Regions from separate parts of the Triticum aestivum genome. Here region 2 is linked to region 1. The links are chromatin contacts, called in public Hi-C maps. All regions are on one chromosome and are shown on one strand. Each heading gives the region's core, a stretch centred on a gene start, on an enhancer-like site or on the middle of the called end of the contact. The rest is flanking DNA. Distances are from core to core; before and after follow the strand shown. Region 1 has its middle 28 kb from the start of LOC123162197. Region 2 holds the start of LOC123161288.

Region 1 (3,719 bases), core at 569-3,068:
TGTCAAAGTTACCGTGTAGTTTGTACTTAAGTTATCAAGTAAGCGATGCGTATCTTATCATACTATTTATACACAAATTACCGGGAGTACATTCTTCAATAACTTTTTTTTGGGGGGGGTTTGTGGTGTTTGCACGTGAGATAAAAAAAATTGTGATGCTTATATTACCATGCTATCCACATGGAGGTTTCTGGGGTGTGAACTTCTTTTCTTTGGGCTAAAGTTTTCATGATGATGGTACATAAGTTATCAAGTCTACGATCATAAATTATCATTTCATTCATAAAACAATTACCGGGTTATATTTCAACAACTTGTTTCTGCTTTCGCAAAAAAATTCTCGCAACAAAGAAAAAAAGTGATGAAAATAGATTTTTTTTTTGTCGAAAAAAGAGTAAATGGCAAGAGCCACCAAAAATGGGAGAAAATCTAGGCTGCTCCAAACATTACCATTCTATTTTGTAGCACTAGTTAAGTCAAGTAAAGAAATTGACATGCATAGAAACCGGTCAAATAGCTTCATTTGGTGGGATGGTTTGGGCAGTGCTACCTAGTTTGATGGGTCGCAAGTTCAATTCACTCTCCTCACAAATTATTTTTCTCGATCCCTTGTTTTCTAGCGGTGGCCATCAATCACAAGAAAAAATCGACATAAGAGGACGTGCGGGAGATCGTGGAATTAGTGGGGAGGTGGGCCTCGCGAATTAATTTAGATCACGATTAGTGCGGAGGTGGTCTTTTTTTTTGAGGGAAAAGCCATCATGGCGGTTCATATTTCATGTGAAAACAGCGATATATCGTTTGCCAATACATCTAGCAGAAAATCCGGAGGCACTGATTTCCACATAATAGTTCTAGACATCTCGGAATTCCTAGCCAACAAATCTGCCGCCATATTAGCTTCCCTAGGACAATGAGAAAAAATTATAGAAATAAAATTACGAGCTAAGAAAGAGCATTCTTCATAAATTGCTGCTGCCGGTCCAAGCGAATTTCCTCCGTTTTGCATGATTTCAGTGACTTCCATGCAATCACCTTCTACACATATCTTGTTGCATCCAGTTTCACTTGCGAGGAGAAGTCCATCTCTTAAGCCTCGTGCTTCCGCCGTAGCCGCTTCTTCAACAAAAGGAATATTGCTGCAAGATGCCGCCACAAATAAACCGGAGTGGTCTCGAAGTATAGCACCTGTAGCGCCAGTGCCACTGTCAATGTCGAAACTCGCGTCCACATTCAGCTTGATTGTGCCCTCTGGTGGTTTCTCCCAGCCATGTCTCCTTTAAATCACAAGATTAGCGTGGGAGGTGCGCAATCAACAATCCAGCATGCATGCATGGGCTAGGAGAGGTTAAGGCCTAAATTAGTGGAAGCCGTTACTAGTGTCTTCAGTGCGTGCGTTTTTTTTTCAGAAGACCATTTAAACTAGACTAGAAAAAGATCTTAGCCTGCTTTAGGACAGACAAAAGAGCTAGTTCAGCTGGTCGGCAGCCTGCACGTGAAGTTAGAGGTTGTGTGCTTGATACCCACTCAGTGCATAATTTTTTCGATGGAGCAGGAGAATGACGTGGGTTCGCTGGTAATCGTGGGATCTAGATCCAACGACGGACGGGTCGTTCGGATCTGTTGGCGAATTTCCAGTCGACTGGAAATTAGCTTTCTCGTTTTCTAAAAGAATGAATGGAAGTAAAACCGTTCCTAACTAATTAATTATGGAAAATGTTTAAGTCAACCGGCTGATAACAGCGCGGCGTAAACCTCCTTCAACGTCTGCCACGCATCCCGGTAGGACCCGCACACCGCTTCTCCATCCTCAGCGTTATCCCCACGCGAGCTCAGCCACACAAAGAAAATCCAACTGGTCCGTTGACCGTCGCTCCTGTGAGATCTAGGTAGCTCGTTTTCCTCCCTCCGGCCAATGCTCTCCTCCGTCGCCCGCCCATATTTTTCACCGGTGAATCGAAGCAGCAGCCGAGCGCGGAATCGTGTGTGGGAGGCGCCGCTGTTGGCCTCTTTTTTTGAAGGAGATGTTGCAGACGCGATGCTGCCATCGTGGAGATGAGGCAAACTCACCGGCACTGGATGGCCAGCCAGAGACACTGCAGACGCGATGCTGCCGGAAGGGCTCGTCGCCGACGTTGCAGCACCGACAGCTTGGGGGGAGGGGGCGCTGCTCGCGTGCTACAATGGGCATCTAGGAGATGACGCCCGCTGCAAGCCCGCCCGTTGACGCTGGTGCAAGGGGATCACCGACGTTAAAATGGGGGTCGCGCGGAGGGTCGCGCAGTGGCGCTGCAATGGAGCGCTCGCTGGCGGCTCCCGGTGCTGCGATGCAGCGCTCGCGGGCGGCCCGGAGCTGCGATGGAGCCTCATCGGCGGCTCCCAGTGCTGCAATGAAGCACTCGCCGGTGGCCCGGATTTGCCATGAAACCTCAGTGCTGCAAAGGAGCTTCGTCGACGGCTTCGGGTGCTGTGATGCAACACTCGCGGGCGGCCCCGGAGCTGTGATGTAGCGCTCGGTGTTGCAATGGAGCGTCGCCGGAGTTGTTGGAGCTCTGTCGCGGCTGCAATGGAGCTTCGTCAGCGGTCATCAACGGTGCTACATCAAAGTTCTTTTCGCGTCGCGGTGCAGCACCGCCGTCCGAGGCTTGTCGTCGGTCTGCAACTGACCACCTATCGCATCATCGCTGTCAGGGGCGTTGAGCTCTGTCGGTACTGCACCGGGCCACCGGAGCTCCGTCGGTGCGCATCGGGACGTCGATGCTCAGCTGGTGCTGCAAGGGTGCGGTGCTGAAGGCTGGCCGGCGAGCTGCAGCAGCCGATGAAGCAGAGGAGGCTCGCCGGAGTTGCGATGAAGCATTGGCGGGGCCGCCGGAGTTGAAGTGAAGCGCGCGTGGTTACAATGAATCGTCGGCGGAGCTGCAACGAAGCGTCGCCGGAGTTGCAACGGAGCGCGCCGGAGATTCAATGAAGCGTCTCAGGGGCGTTGAAGCTTTGCTGGCGCTGCAATGGAGCGCCGCCTGGCGTCGTCGATGCTACCATGGCAGCTGCCACAGCGGAGGACTTCAGAGAGAAGCGGGTTGTCGAAATGAACGGGTTCAGAGGAGAGAAAACACAAGCTGGTTGAGAGAAGACACGAGCTGGTTCGTCAGATCGAACGGTCACATGCGCCAAATCAGGAGGCTACCTAGGCGGATGATTTTCTAGAAAATCATCCGGCTTATTTGTAGCAGCCCCCTTACTTAATATAAGTTTGAAGTAATACCCACAAAATTATCCAAGCACTCTTTTCAAGTAAAACATCCTGGGGAAATTAGCTAATGAAAAAAGATGCAGTTGCCCATTTCTTAATAGTCAAGAGACAATAGCTATTATCAAGTATCAACTGCTCACAAGAATTTATGTAACAGAGTTATATTATATAACAGACTCCAACTCAAACATTTGTCATGGATTCCAAAACCGGCGAAGGCAACTGTACTATATTAGCAAACAGCAACTACAAAATCGATCAACCAGACAGCATAGCTGCTCCATCCCAGGTGCAGAAGAATAAGAAGTACATTTCTTCAAGAGCACAACGCGGATCCTAAACAGCATAGCGAGTGAATTAACTATATCTCCAAAGAGATACTTACTGATTTTTTAAAAAAGGAGGATGACCCCCGGCCTCTGCATCTAGGCGATGCATACGGCCACTAAGAGATACTTATTGATGTCAG
Region 2 (3,719 bases), core at 837-3,336, 350 kb before region 1:
CCGGTTGCTTGCTTGGCTTCCTTTCTTCGCTTCACCGCGTCCTCCCCCTACCCACTTCCACTTTGACGATCCCCGGCACATGCGCCTGTCTGTCTCTGCACGAATCCCTCCACCTCCCTCCCCTACCTCTCTTGGCCTGGCCATGGCCGTGCTGTGCATGCCACCGCATTGCCCAGCTTAATAAGTACTCCACCAACGTACGACCACGCATCCTGTACGCCTGCCTGCTCCGCCTCGCCTCGCCTCTCTCTCTCTCCCTCTCACGCATAATAATGCTTTGCTAAAACAAGGCAGGGAGGGGGCGAGACCTATTCCTGCGTTCTGTAACTGCAAAATGTAACAGCCAGCCCGTGTGATGTGAGTGAGTCAAGCCAGGAAACTTTCAGCCTCCGCTTCTTTCTCCTTCCCACTTACTCAGTCAGGATCCATCCATGGCTCGTCAAACACGCAACGCACCGCCCCTTCCTTCCGCTTCCCTTCTCCCATGGATCTCAACACCTCCATGCACAACAATCCCAACCGACGCCCAGTTAACTGAACAACACCAGATTTGCAGCACTGAAACTGACCAATGCCGTACAGGCAGCTGCCATCAACAGCAAACAGGCAGCTGCAGCTGGGGATTTTTTTTTTGCAGGAAAAACCTATGTCATGTTGTTCTCATGAATAGAAGATTCTCTGCTGCAAATCTTCCTCTTCATTCTCGCCAGTGCTGTGCTGGGACAAAACAACCAAAAGTACATCCCAACCCATACCCTCCACCTGACCGATTTTCTTCTGCTCGCCGCTGCATACATGCTACTCCTACATACTCCTACTTCTCCCTTCGTGGATGCACCAATAATTCGAAGGGAAAAAAAATCATTTTTTCTTCCTCCACACAATGGGCAGTTCGATCAACAGCTTAAAGCCATTAACTTGAGCGAATTCAGTTAAACTGATCAAAAATCTTTCCTTGTTCTTCAGGCCCAGAGGAGTTAATTGGCACCACCGAAAGTGTCTGCCTTTTGTCAGACTGCCAACATGTGTAGAATTCGAGATGCGACAGGCACAAGAATCGAAGAGATTTAAACGGAAAACCGGAAATAAAGAACATCAGAGTGTACTTCAGACGATTTTTCAGAACTGTTAGCTGCAATAGTCGGTAATTAACAGGAAATTCTCTTACAACTCCTGTTCTTTTCCCCAATCATCATCCCTATATTATATAAATACCAACCTTTTCAATTCTAGTACAATTTCTCCTTCACACAAACCCACTAAAAATCAGAAAGACAGAGAAAATGGCAAAATAACGCGTTAATTATTTGCACTAGAGATTATACTATATCATGGCCGTGGAAACCAAGAAGCCGCCGCAAGAAAGAGAAAGAAAGAAAGAAGAGGAACGCAAGAACTCCAAGAATTCGCCGATAAATGAACAATTGCACCATGGAGCCCATAAATTACGGCCAGCCGGGGCTACAGCGCCGATCCATGGCCCCACGCGGTCCCGCACCTCGGGCGGAAGGCGACTAGGCATGGCGGAGCGCGGATCCGCTTCTTGGGCGGCAGGGCCATGAACACGGCGGAGAGGTCGCCCGGGACGTCGAAGAAGCGCAGCGGCCGCTTCGGCGATGGCCTCGTACCGACCAAAGCCACGGGCTTCCTCGGCGCGCCGGGGCACTCGGTCGGCGGCCGGAGCTTGCTCTCCTCCGAAGTCGGTGTCCTGGGCTCCTCCTCCTCCTCCTCCTCCTCCTCCTCTTCGTCCGCCACCGCAGCCGGCGTCCGGGACTCCGCCACCACCTCTTCCTCCGCCGCCACGGGAGCCGGCAGGGGCTCCGCTTCCGGCACCGTCGTCGTCGAGGCCGATGCGTGGTCAGGCGTAGGATCGGCCACCGCCGCCCTCTTCCTGATCGGCGGCAGCGCCGGCAGGACGTCGCCCGCGGGTGTAGAGGTCATCCCTTGGCGCGGTAAATTGCGGGTGTGGGTCGAGATGGTTGGGTGCGGGAGAGGAGAAGAGGCCGGCGGGTGGAAACTTGGGTTGGGGAAGGGGAGGAGGAGAGATCAAGGAAGGAGAGGGAGAGCGAATAGGATCCCAAGGCGGTCGCGCCAAGGCTGTTAAATAGTCGCCCGGAGAGAGAAAGAGATAAACGGCTTTGGGTGGGGTAAGTTGAATTAAATCCTTTGCCTTTTTCCTGCAAGAGTTGAAGAAAATATGAGATTAATTGGTTTTAATTACCCACCGTCGGATCAGGCGTTGTCTTTCTTTTCTTGAGTTGGAGACGCTGCCTTTCGGTGTTCCAGATATCACTTGGATACAGGGCTCTTTATTTTATTTATTTAAGTATTCTTTATTTAAATAAAAGGGGCATTTGTGTACTTTGAATAGATTTTTTTAGTTGCCTGGATTGTTTGCAAATGTCTTTCTCAAACTCGTAGATTATCAGATGAAGGATAATATACATGCAACTAAAATCTTTGTAAACTTCATCCACCTGAAGTTGTACGTTATTTCGACCAAAGATATAAATTTCAGAATGTAATTTTTGTACTTGCAAAAAGAAAATAAGCTTGTAGTTTATGAATGGAGTGGGGGGTGTCCAAATAAAACCAACACCAGTTTGATGGATGGGCATAGCTCCTGCATGAGTGAAGAATTTGTCTTTAGATGCGAGAGGAATTAAGATTAGATGCACATTGTGCTATATAATATACTTCCCCCGTCTCAAAATTCTTGTTTTAAATTTGCCTAGATACATTACTAAAACGTGACATGATACATCCGTTTTTAAACAAATCTAAGACAACAATTTTAGGACGGAGGGAGTATGTTCCTAGATGCGTATTGGCGCGGTCGTCTAACCACAGTTTTGGCCATTAACTTGTATCACAACATGTCTGAAAAAAGAAATACTTTCAGAAAAAATTAGATGCATGATATATTCAAGTATTTAATTAAACACCCGCAAAAAGGTACTTAATTAAGTATTTGTAAAGACAATGGCAGAAAAGAAATTGCATGCCGACTCCTCGGCCGGAAGGAAAACTTCCCAACTGTAACATCTCCACTAGAAAAAACTTGTAATCCCTGACAATAGATTGCTACATATACAGATACATGTGTACTCCTAGACACTACATGGGGTTCTACCAGTACTAGTTATTTTCCATCGAGGCATGAACTTTGCCAAACCCTCGTGCGTAGCATCTTTGGCGCGAAGGGAACCGGTGCCCAGAACACAATTGTGGTGAACCCAATGATTTGAAGCTACTAGTAGAGAAAAAGGAAACATGCATACTGGATGGGAGCAAGCAAGGCATGTATGTAGGGAAGGCAATGATGGTGTGAGCAAGTGAGAATAAACACTTCCGGAGGAGATCCAGACCGTGCATTGCATGCATGCGCGACGCAAGGCAAAGGTACGACCAATTCCATTAGATTACCACCCACCTCCGGCTGGCCTCCGGGAGAGGTGGTGGACATGAGTGTGGCAAGGACGCATCCATCGACCGACAGCTCGGGAGATGACAGCAGTTGGTTGCAGGAAATGGTGGGGGTTAAATGACCCATTTTTTTTGAGACGTAATTGCGCCATTTCCTCCTCTTTTAAGGTATGGAGTGAAATGACATTGCACCCGTGCAGGGGCCGTGCTTGTAATATCTTCTTGCCTAATTTGTGCAGTCACTAGTCGGTATCGTGCTAAGGTGTGGGTGGATGGAGATGGAGTAGCACCTC

The links. A called contact is a pair of places that touch in the nucleus more often than the background predicts.
Region 2: a Hi-C map of leaf shows a contact between it and region 1, with 10 times the contacts expected there. The contact joins the promoter of LOC123161288 here to the enhancer-like site in region 1. A contact is called at or near these places in 2 of 5 Hi-C or Micro-C datasets (both in leaf).

What each region holds. Positions count from the first base shown.
Region 1 is chr7B:213,720,075-213,723,793 of IWGSC CS RefSeq v2.1, reverse strand. No RefSeq gene overlaps it. Among protein-coding and RNA genes, the nearest start is that of LOC123162197, 28 kb to the left of the region's middle. Within about 2 kb of position 1,818, at least 3 of the 8 cell types and tissues checked have an H3K27ac peak or open chromatin away from gene starts, as enhancers often do. A contact at or near this core is called in leaf, where this site is marked.
Region 2 is chr7B:214,074,308-214,078,026 of IWGSC CS RefSeq v2.1, reverse strand. It overlaps LOC123161288, which reads right to left and starts at 2,086. Exons shown (of 1, transcript XM_044579135.1): 1 at 1,180-2,086. The coding sequence starts at 1,941. The coding sequence ends at 1,462.